Linked DNA regions of Triticum aestivum: region 2 is linked to region 1. A link is a contact called in public Hi-C data. All regions are on one chromosome and are shown on one strand. Each heading gives the region's core, a stretch centred on a gene start, on an enhancer-like site or on the middle of the called end of the contact. The rest is flanking DNA. Distances are from core to core; before and after follow the strand shown.

Region 1 (5,452 bases), core at 1,520-4,019:
TGCAACTGATTGTGTACTGCTTTACCATCGTGATAGTTAAGCTAGTTCTCTACTATGCTCGAACCATTATCATATCGTATCTCGAAAGATTTGTTCCTTAGTAGGATACTTGTTTAGTTACTTATCTTTCGAATCTTTTCCGCTATTGTGTATGGGTTCAATTCAAAACATTTGCAAGAATTTTTGAATCTCACATCCACCCCCCTTTGGTCGATATACTCTCAGCCCAACTGCTACCTTGCAATAGTTTTGTATGTTTTAAAACATTGTGAAGCTATGGGCAACTAGAGAGTCAATATCTAATGTTAACAATAAGTAAGAAGAGGCATCACTCATCTCCTGTGTTGAGCTTGACGTCGCCGATCACAGATCCGCTCGTCGTTGGTGACCATGCCATCATGGAAGGACAAGAAGGAGAGCACAGACGACGACTTCGACATGGCTAGTAACATGTACATGGACATGTGGGTAAGTATCTTCCGCACCTAGGGTTAGGGTTCTTCGAAATTTGGGGGAAATTTGATTTGAGCTATGTTTTGCATTGATTTGAAAGTTTTCCGGCTAATGTTCGTGCTAAGCGATCTAGGAGACCCTTGACATGATTCCCGAGCCACTATATTGTGGTGTTGTTGTGGATGAATCACCCAAGTGTATGCTGCACCAGATGAGGCCGAACAAATGTGTTGCCTTTGATGAAATTGATACTGGAAGGAGATTCCTTGGCTGCTCTGTGTAGGTGAGTTAGCAGCCGATGAAGCTTTTGTGGAATTTAATTTTCAGAGCATTGTTCGTTGACAGTTGTGACTATATCTTAGTATGTAGCATGTAACTGAAATACTCAATTGAAATGGCATGTCGCTGGATAACTGCATCATCATAACCTAGTATTTTTTTGTCTGACTCCATTGATAATAATGACTATAGTATTATTTATTAACGAGATGATGTATGTTGTGGTGGCAAGACTTGGGGGGGGGGGGGGGTGGCATGGTTCCAATGGAGTGTCTTTTTTTGTTGTTGAAGAAAAGACATCTAAAGGTCATCTTAGATCTAATATGTTCTTTAAATGGATGTATCTAGCACTAAGTTAGTGCTAGATGCATCCATATATAAGAACCCTAACCCTAACCCTAACCCTAGGTGTGGGTAAATATCTCCCTCCTTCTTTCTTCTCCACAAAGTTGTTTCTTTTGGCCAATACATGCAGGATGAGAGGAGTTATTGTGGGCTGCATGCAGAAAAAGGAGGGGAGGAAGTTGCGTGTGAGGGATTAATGAAGTACTATTCCCAATATTTGCTTCTCTTTTTATGCAACAGCCTTGATATGAGAGATTCAAAATTTAGGCCCTGTATAGATGGAAGGAGGGAGTAAGTCATTTTAGAAATTTTAATATGGACTACATGTGAGACAACATGAGTGAATCTACACTTTAAAATATGTCTATATGCATCCATATATAGTCCGTATTAAAATATTTAAAACGACTTATATTTAGAAACGGAGGGAGTAAATATCAGTGAAAACAATAGTCGGTTCAATGGACAAACAACTGAACGGGTAGTAATAAAAATATAAAAGTACATCCCCTTGGAGTGTCTTTTTTACCATTAAGAGTATGCAACTTATGGATGCTGGCCACTAGAAAGATAGTGGATACTACTCCCTCCGTTCGGAATTACTTGTCTCGAAAATAAATGTATCTAAAACTAAAATATGTCTAGATACATCCATTTCTGCGACAAGTAATTCCGAACGGAGGGCGTACACAATTGTTTACTTGACAGGAGGAAAAATTGTGGCCATCCATCCCTTCCCTTGGAGATTAGTGAGTGTTCTTTTGCTACTTGCTGGAGTACTGTGTAATTAAGTAATACAATCAGAGTGGTAGAGTCGGGTTTTTATAGCTGCTCTTCTCTCCTGCGAAACAATCGCATCGTCGTGATTTTGTGTAGGGCAAAGGTAGGACGACAACAAACATACATATATATATATATATATATATATATATATATATATATATATATATATATATATATATATATATATTCAGTTTTAGAGTCAGACTTAAATGACAACACATGCCATAGTAAGTACAAGTGGTTGAAACTAAAGAGCAACAGAGACGGAGAGCTGACGTAAGAGCTGACGATGCACGATGTTTAGAATTCCACGAGTACATCGAGCCCCGTGCACGGCTCCATCAGTGCTTTCTGAACGACGACGACTCGCTTGTCGCGTGGTACTGTACTAATTAACTGAATGGGGGAATGTCTCAAGATAAGAAGAAAATAAACTGAATCAGGAGAGTCGATCAGGCCTGGGCGGCTTAGAGGGTGCTTGGATACGTTTTAGTCCCATGATTAAAAGTTATGAAACTAAAACTTGCTAGCCTCACCCATGCTTGGATCCAAATACTAAAAAGACTAAAATCAAGTTATTGAACATTTATTATCCTCCAAACCCTCCAATTCAGAACTCACATGTGTTAAAGGATAGGAATTAAATGAGGAGAGAGAGGGCTAATAAATATTTTAGTAGGTTTCATATGACTACAAAAATTTAGTCTCAAGACTAGTCCTAGCCTCTTTTTAGTCATGGGTGCTTGGAACTTTAGCCTTTAAAAGAGACTATTTTTAGTCAGACTAAAAATAGTCCCTTGGATCCAAGCACCCTTTTAATATGTCTGTGCAGTGGTACATGTCTATCCATGTCAATTCGTTGCGGCTGGAGCTAATCGTGACCACATACACAATGTTCAGTTGTACTACAAGCTGTCGAGATCATATCTAAGTACTCCTTGTCTCCTTGAGCACATACTGAATCAGGAGTAAGTACCTAGGTACCCTCCATCCAGAAATACTTGTCGGCGAGATTGATGTATCTATATGTATTTTAATTTTAAATATATTTATTTTTATGTATTTCTCTGACAAGTATTTTTGAGCGGAGGAAGTAGTATAGTTGGTGCTGAAATTCAGCGTTTCATGGAAGCACAAAAATCAGGCCGATCGAATTGATTTCAGTGTCACTGTACTTCTTTGCCACCAAAAACTCGTTTTCCTTTTCTTTTTCTCAAGTTGAATGGACCAGAAAATTTGGCAAGCTTTCACGCGCTAGCCTGTCCAGTAGTATGATTCGTTTGGCCTGTGCGAAAAATGAATCTATCTGCGAAATGACAAAACCCATGTACGTACTACTACGTCACATTCACAAGATTCCATCCAAGTAGTACTCGCTGGTCAATGCTTAGTCGTCAGCCGTGCTAGCATAAGCATCCGTCATATAAATTCAATGTATCTGTCAAGATAGGAAAACACCTTGCTATGTTTTAGCCGATTCAAATTTTGCTGCGCGAACAGTATTCTGAGGCTCTGAGCTACTATTAACGACATTATTTGTCCTTTTACTTTGAAGCAGCGTTTCGGCTTTCGGTGCATCTGCACCCACATGTAACAGTAAAATCATTAAAAATAGTTTTAAAAAAATGATATTTTTGTTATGCGAGACGCTAATGTGCATGAAATCCGTGGCTAATTTTGTGAAGTTTAGACATTTTAGTAACTCTAAAAAAATGATAAATTTCGAGCCTGTAAAAGCTTTTGAAAACAACAGTGTTTGAAACTTATTTTGTCTTTTTTGCCACGAGCTCCTCAAATGCCAATTAGCCACGAAATTTTACAGACCCCTGGCGTACTGGATCATCTTGCATCCAAAAAAATTCAGATATTGTTGATTTTTTCTATTACTTTTTTACTATTCACCGGATGAAGATAAACCTGGGCACCGAATTAAATATCTGCTTTTGTATCCCCTATTAGTGGTACATACATGATGTACCAATATTCAAAAAACATTACGCATTTCCTCATTTTCTTCTAATCTTTTTGCTACCCAGTTACGCGAATGGAAGCACAGAGTCCCACCTAAGAGCATCTCCAACAGGCACCCAACGCGCGGCGCGGTAAAATCTGGTTTGCGGCACGCCCATCGTCAGATTTGGCGCGACGCGCAGCCCTGGCTCCAGTAGCCGCGTTAAAATGCAGCACGCGCGCGCAGCTCCAGCAGAGCGCTAAAATGCAGCGCGCGCGAGCAGCCGGCGCATCACATTTGTTCATTTTGAACACAAAATAAATAAATTTCACACATCAACACAAAGCACATGACATATAATTTGAATCACAAACATCATTCAACCAAGTTCGTGCCCAAAAGTTCATGCCCACAAGTTCAAATTCATGCCCACAAGTTCATTCAACCAAGTTCAAAATGCAAACCAAGTTCATGACACAAATGAAAGGCACAACAATCAAGCCTCGTCCTCGTCTTCATCCTCATCTTCCTCCGACTCATCTGAAGACGATTCTTCCTCCTCCTCTTCATTGTTGCGCGCCGCATCCTCATCACGTGAAGCTCGGAAGGTGTTGCCAAGATCTTCAACGGCATCTTCATGCGAAGGTGGCACACCGGCGCCCGGAGGTGCACTCATGCCCCAAATGAGAGACGTAAAACTCATGCCACCCATGCCACCCATGCCGTCCAAGCCGCCCGGAGGTGCTCCGAAGCCACCCATGCCTCTCATGGTCTCCATGGTAGCTCCAAAGCCACCCATGGCACCAATGCCACCCATGCCGCCAAGGCCACCGCCACCCATTGCGTGAATCATGGCTCTTTTTTGGATCAAGACTTCTTCACGGGCAAGATTGACATACTTCTTTTGCGCATCATTGAACAAAGATGTGTCCAAAAAGAACAAGTGCTTCTCCCATCCCAACAATTTAGATCGCTCCTCCATGCCCACCTTCCTCTCCTCCAATGCCACTTTCCTCTCCTCGGCCGCCACCCTCCTCTCCTCGGCCGCCAACCTCCTCTCCTCGGTCGTGGCATCTTGGTTCCTTGCCATTTTCCTCACCTCGTTGGCTTCTTTTCTTGTGCTGACAATTTCTTCCATAGCATTTTTGAGCTCATCATCTCCTTTCCTCTTCTTCTTTTCTTTTGCGTCTTTCTTGGTGCCATCCGGTCGTTTTGGCTTCGAGTATGAAACTGAGTTTGGTGTGGGGCTTCTCTTGCCATCTTCACTTGATGCATCCTCATCATCATCATCTTCCAAATTAATTGTTCGCTTGCGTTTTTTGCTCAAATCCAAATCATCAATATCCTCACGCTTCTTCCATTTCTCATCATCCTTCAATACTTCATAGCAATGAGGCAAGGTAAATGGCATTCCTTTCTTGATCTTCCCCTTCTTGGTCCTCTTCTCCTCTCCTTTGAACAAGTTTTGTGCAATATTTAACAACATGAAAACAAAACAAGTTAGCACAAGGAACACCAACAACAAGCATGATGAACATGAGGAATGATGAAATGACACTTACCCTATCGTCATCATTGGTGCCACTTGGGTTCAACTTGTCAACCGCTTTTTGTGCGGCCGCCCATTGTTGACAATCCCTG
Region 2 (5,452 bases), core at 2,143-4,642, 150 kb after region 1:
AACGCCCATTCACCCGGACTGAAAAAGAGACAGTCTCCACACAAGCCATCACTCTCCCTATCCACTGTTCTGAGAACCCCATTTTCCTCATTACCTATCGCAAATAAGACCACTCGATGAGGTCATAGGCTTTCGCCATGTCAAGTTTGACTGCACATGCATTTCCTTTACCTTTCTTCTTTTTCAAGTAATGGATATTCTCATAAGCGATCAAGACATTGTCTGTGATTAAGCGTGCCGGCACAAAGGCACTCTGTTCTTCAGCAATAGTCTCATCTAGAATAGGCCTGAGTCTAAGTGCCAAGACTTTGGATGCAATTTTGTATAAAACATTGCATAGCAAAATCGGTCTATACTGACTAAGCTCCTGGGGTGACTTGACTTTTGGAATAAGGACAAGTACGGTACTGTTAACCACATCAGGCATAACTCCTCCCTCCAAAAAATCCCGAACAACTCTGCATATAGCTTGTTTCAAAATATTCCAATGACGGATATAAAAACCTGCAGTAAATCCGTCCGGCCCAGGTGATTTGTTCGGATGCATACTGAAGAGAGCTTGCTCAATCTCATCATCTGTGACCGGGGCACATAATCTCTCATTCATATCTGTTGTTACTTTTGGAGGAATCCATTCCGTGACCACTTCCGGCCTAGAATCCAGCTGAGCTGTAAACATCGCTTTATAGAACTCATTGGCACTCTTCTCAATCTCCTCTTGAGACGTTTTAACCGTACCATCAGCACACTTTAGTAATTTAATTTTGTTCCTTCTGAACCTCTCCTTCGCACGAGCGTGAAAAAAGGCAGTGTTCCTGTCACCATCCTTTAGCCAATCTGCTCTAGACCGCTGCTTGGACATCATCTCCTCTCTTGACAGCAACTCTGAGATCCGCCGCATCAATTTCCTCTCCTCTCCTGTCGGACCTGTGTACAGAGTATTAGCACGCAGTTTTTCAAGACATTGTCGCATAATCTTTAGTTGACGTTTAACCGAGCCAAACTCATCCATACTCCACTTCTTCAATTTATTTCTTACTCCTCCCAACGCACCATGCACTGAGGCCATATCTGACGCACCATCAAGCCAACTCTCCTCTACTGTTCTGTCATATGTTTCATGTCTTGTCCAAGCATTCTCGAAACGGAAGGGTCTCTCCATAGCATTTGAATCAATCCACTCTGATTGTTTGATGACAATTGAAAGAGCACAGTGGTCTGATTCTGTTGTTTGGATATGCTGCACCCCTGTATTGTCAAACAGCTCCATAAATGTTTCATCCACCACCGCGCGGTCAAGTCTGACTTTGATATTATCCCTGCCCTGCTGCCTATTATCCCATGTAAAGGGGAGTCCAGAGTACCCCAAATCACATAGCTTGCATATCTCAACTGCATCCCGGAACCCATCCATCTTCCATTCCTCCCGTACATTACCACCAAATTGTTCAGAGGCATCCAATATCTCATTAAAGTCCACTGCAATTAACCATGGTATGTCATATTCCTTGCGAAGGAACTTCATGAGATCCCAGCTGAGCTTCCTACGAGATCGTACCAGTTGACCATAGAACCCCGTAAATCTCCACTCCCTCTCTCCCAGCAAGTTATTTTGTAAAAACACATCAATATGTGACTGGCTGTATGAATTTAAAGAGACCGCCGAGTCATTATTCCATAAAAGGACCAAGCCACCACTCAGTCCTTCACTCTTCACACCAAAAGCATTACTAAATCCAAAACGGAACTTAAGATCTTGAGCTCTCTTATCAGACAATCTGGTCTCCGAGAGAAAGACCAGTGACGGGTGATGCAGTCTAATCAAACTGCATATCTCTTGAACTGTCTCGGGTCGCCCGCACCCCCGACAGTTCAAACTCAAGATATTCATTGTGCCCGGCGGTCCTCCCCAAAGGAGGCCGCCGATCCTGCATAATTTGTAGCTCCACACATCTTCATCGTCCTTCTGGCGTTTACTTCCTGACGTCGAGCTAACCATATGTGACTGACCCCCTGTCGTCCATATGGAATAAAGGCTCCTGTCAGTGCTATACGATCAATATCCTCTGCTGTACTTCCATCATCCAAACCATCTTTTCCCATCGGCAGTCTCTTGGCTGATCTAGAGTTGACTAAGTTTAAGTCTTCACCATCTTCTTTGTGCCTCGCTACTGTTTCTTTTGAAAATTCCTTTCCCTCATATGCCCCCTTCCCAGCAGCAGTAATATCAATAGGCCGTGCCTTGCCATCTCTTTGAACATCAGCTTTAAACACTTCTCCCAGCCAATCATCCATATCTTCCCCAAAATTATCATACCTCATATCCATTGGCATGGATGAAATCATCGATGTGGATGTCACTTCACCAGGGTCGAAGATAAAAATAAGCATAGGATACCAACTGTGCCATCCAAATTCCCTTGCTTGTCTTCCATTTTGTTCACTGTCAATGTCCCTGGACAGCAGAGTATTATGCTGACAAATACTTATATCCTGAAACTCACCTCCCGTGCATCCTATGATCATCACCACCTTAGATTCCACCCTTAAATGAGGAATAGTCTTCACCAAACTCATAAAACTGCTACAATTTTTATCAATCACTTTGTCTTCAACAGAGAATTGCTGAATCTGTTCAGCTGATACTTCTTGATCGAAGACAACCATCGATACAGGAGGCGCAGAGTACACATGAACAACAAAACCGCGGCCCTCCACAGATTGTTCCTTACCAACAACTTCCAGATCGCGGGAATGAAAGAAAGCTGCCGCTCGAGCCCTCATAACTTGTAAGCATCGCCCCGGGTCGCGCGAGCTGCGGACCAAATGCAACGCCCGCGTCCTTAGCTGATGTAGGACCATCGAATCCAATCCAAGGCTCCCAGGCACCATTCGTGTGGAACCAAGAAGGTCACTGGGTCTCCATGATGTTTGGTGCGGAGGTGTTTGCTTCACCACGACAGAGTACGTATAATGTAAGCTGACGTATATTACGTGTCCGTTGTGTGGTATGTAGTCACGTGGCCTATTGCATTGGGCTATGAACGATGATACCGATTCGCGTGCATGTTTTGATTCGCGTTCTTCCTTTGAGAGAGAGAGAGAGAGACAGTTGAGCGTACATGCACTGTATGTGTTTACGGTGTTCCATTCCAAAAGGAGACGTGGCCGTGCTCCCTCCCTCGCATGTTTGGTTTGGTTTGGTTTATTTATACATTGGCGGATCCCGATTTTGTTTCCCTGTTGGCCGTGACGGATCTGGTCGGCATGGGCAATTGAAACTTGATCGCCACGGAAGCACAGCGAAATCAATTCTCACCCGTCTCAAGCACGTGCGGCTTCATAGGGATCATTGTTGGGTTCGCATCACTACATATAGCCTAGCCCCAACAACCTCCCTTCCCCACCCCTCCCTCCCTCCCTTCCCTTCCCTAGTTCAGACTTCAGAGACCGCAGCCGTAAATATGGCGGAGCAAGACCGCAATGGGCGGGCGGCGGCGGCAGAGTCGTCGGTGCCGTTGCTGGAGAAGAAGGCGGACGGCGTGCTGTACGTGGAGGGCTGCCCCGGGTGCGCGGTGGACCGGCGGAAGGCGGCCAACCCGGGCATCCCCTACGGCACCTTCATCTACGTCTGGACCGTCACCCTCTGCACCGGTCAGTACACCACCACCCTTCATCCCCGATCTCCGTCCTGATTTGGTCATCAATCAACTGGTTGCGCAAATGCATCAACGCTTGGTTGACTGCTTGATTTGATTGATTTAATTCTGCGTGCGCGCTAGCTGGGCTGCATCCACGATTCAACACAAGCCAGTAATAAAAATAGGAAAAAGGACAGAGTTGCCTAGGGAAGAAAAATAATAATCAGAACATAGTGTGCTCTACTAATTTAGCAACCCAGCTAAGATGTACAGATAAATTACAGCTGATTAGCTCACTAGTTGACTGGAGTAGAGAGAATGTATCATACTTTAACCAGGTTGTCGCATGTACCAACAATTAACCGAATTGGAATGTTTTAACCAAGAGAAATCAGGGTGAAGCACCACGGCTGCTGGTTGAACCGATAAAAAATTGGGTCACCCCAGTACGAAATTGGGACCATGTAAACAAGATTCAGTTGGACTACTATATAATCATAGATGTCAATTCAAGTAGGTACACAACACCTAACAAGCCCATGGATCGAATTAAATGGCTAGCTGGCCAGGGCTTACACACCAAACAATTAATTAAAAAACATTTTTATATCATGGGACATTTTTACGCCATCTTTCCCCCTTGAAGGCAAGAGTAAAAAAGAGAGGGTGAAATGTAGTATCAGGGGCTGTATGCATGATTTGGTTGCATTAGTTGTTGAGGAGCATAATTTGATGGGGCAACTGGTCACCGTCATACTACGAGGGAGGGAGCAGTACCAATGATCTGTCTGTCCTGTGTGGAGAAAGGCGCAAGTAGACAAAACACGCACGCACTTGCACTGTCCCAATCACATGATCCCGTCCGACTAGCACAGTACTACTACACAAGATTTATTTTTCCGATTGATTGAATCCGCTGTTTCTGGACGACAACGTGCACGTCTTGGGCCACGAGATCCACGAGTTTTTCTTTTTCTTTTCTTTGGGGGAGTTGCTCGTTGTTTTTTTGAGGCTGGCAAGGGAGGGGAGGGAGTTCCACGAGTTGGATTTCTCATCCTCTCCGTCTCCGGTCTCTGTAGTAGTACCTCCAGTTTTTCTTTCTTCCAAATCCAAGCAACCCCTTTGCCTTAATAATTGTGCAACGGAAATTCTAGTCCCTCCACTTGTTGTCATCTCTGACGTCAGGGAGGGAGGGAGGGGACGCGAGGATGCGACACCGAAACGGACCTGCCTGCCTGCTTGGACCGGGGCGCCTCACTTCCCCTTCCTTCCTTCCTTCCTTGGCTTTCTTTTCTTTCTCTATATCTATTCGCGCTCGCGCGTGTGGCAAGCAAATTAAAGCCGGAATGCCATTGCCACGCCACGGACGGCACCCGCTGCGTGCCCGATTTCGCTTTGCCGTTTCTCCATTCGGTCGGGTCTCCCCCAGCCGGGGAAAGGCGGCGGCGGCATTGCGCTGATTGGCCTCGCTTCCCAATCCCAGCTCCTTTTATCTATCTATCTATTCTGAGGTGAGGGGTGGGGAGGAGGGGATTGGCTGCCTGCAAGCAATGGCGGCCAATGAGGAGGAGGAGGGGACTTCGCCGCTGCTGATCAAGGCGGAGCGCCGGCACCACCCGGGCTGCCCGGGCTGCGACCACGACCGGAGGAAGGAGCTCCGCACCGGGCTACCTTACAAGGAATTCTCCTACGTCTGGATGATCTGTCTTACCACCGGTACGCCCGCCCTCCTTTGGGCCCCTCAAACCTCATCCCCCAAGCCAGATTCTTCTTCTGTAATAAACAAACAAAAATGAAATCAGCGGAATTTT

Evidence for each region. Hi-C and Micro-C count contacts between places; a contact is called where the count stands out from the background.
Region 2: a Hi-C map of leaf shows a contact between it and region 1, with 5 times the contacts expected there. The contact joins the promoter of LOC123091654 here to the enhancer-like site in region 1. A contact is called at or near these places in 2 of 5 Hi-C or Micro-C datasets (leaf and an unstated tissue) and 1 of 1 datasets of contacts at active chromatin or transcription factors (leaf).

Annotation. Positions count from the first base shown.
Region 1 is chr4B:174,695,957-174,701,408 of IWGSC CS RefSeq v2.1, forward strand. No RefSeq gene overlaps it. Among protein-coding and RNA genes, the nearest start is that of LOC123091652, 14 kb to the left of the region's middle. Within about 2 kb of position 2,770, at least 1 of the 8 cell types and tissues checked has an H3K27ac peak or open chromatin away from gene starts, as enhancers often do. A contact at or near this core is called in leaf, where this site is marked.
Region 2 is chr4B:174,842,871-174,848,322 of IWGSC CS RefSeq v2.1, forward strand. It overlaps LOC123091654 (protein ZINC INDUCED FACILITATOR-LIKE 1), which reads left to right and starts at 3,393. Exons shown (of 19, transcript XM_044513240.1): 1 at 3,393-3,658; 2 at 4,405-4,448; 3 at 5,190-5,357. The coding sequence starts at 3,465.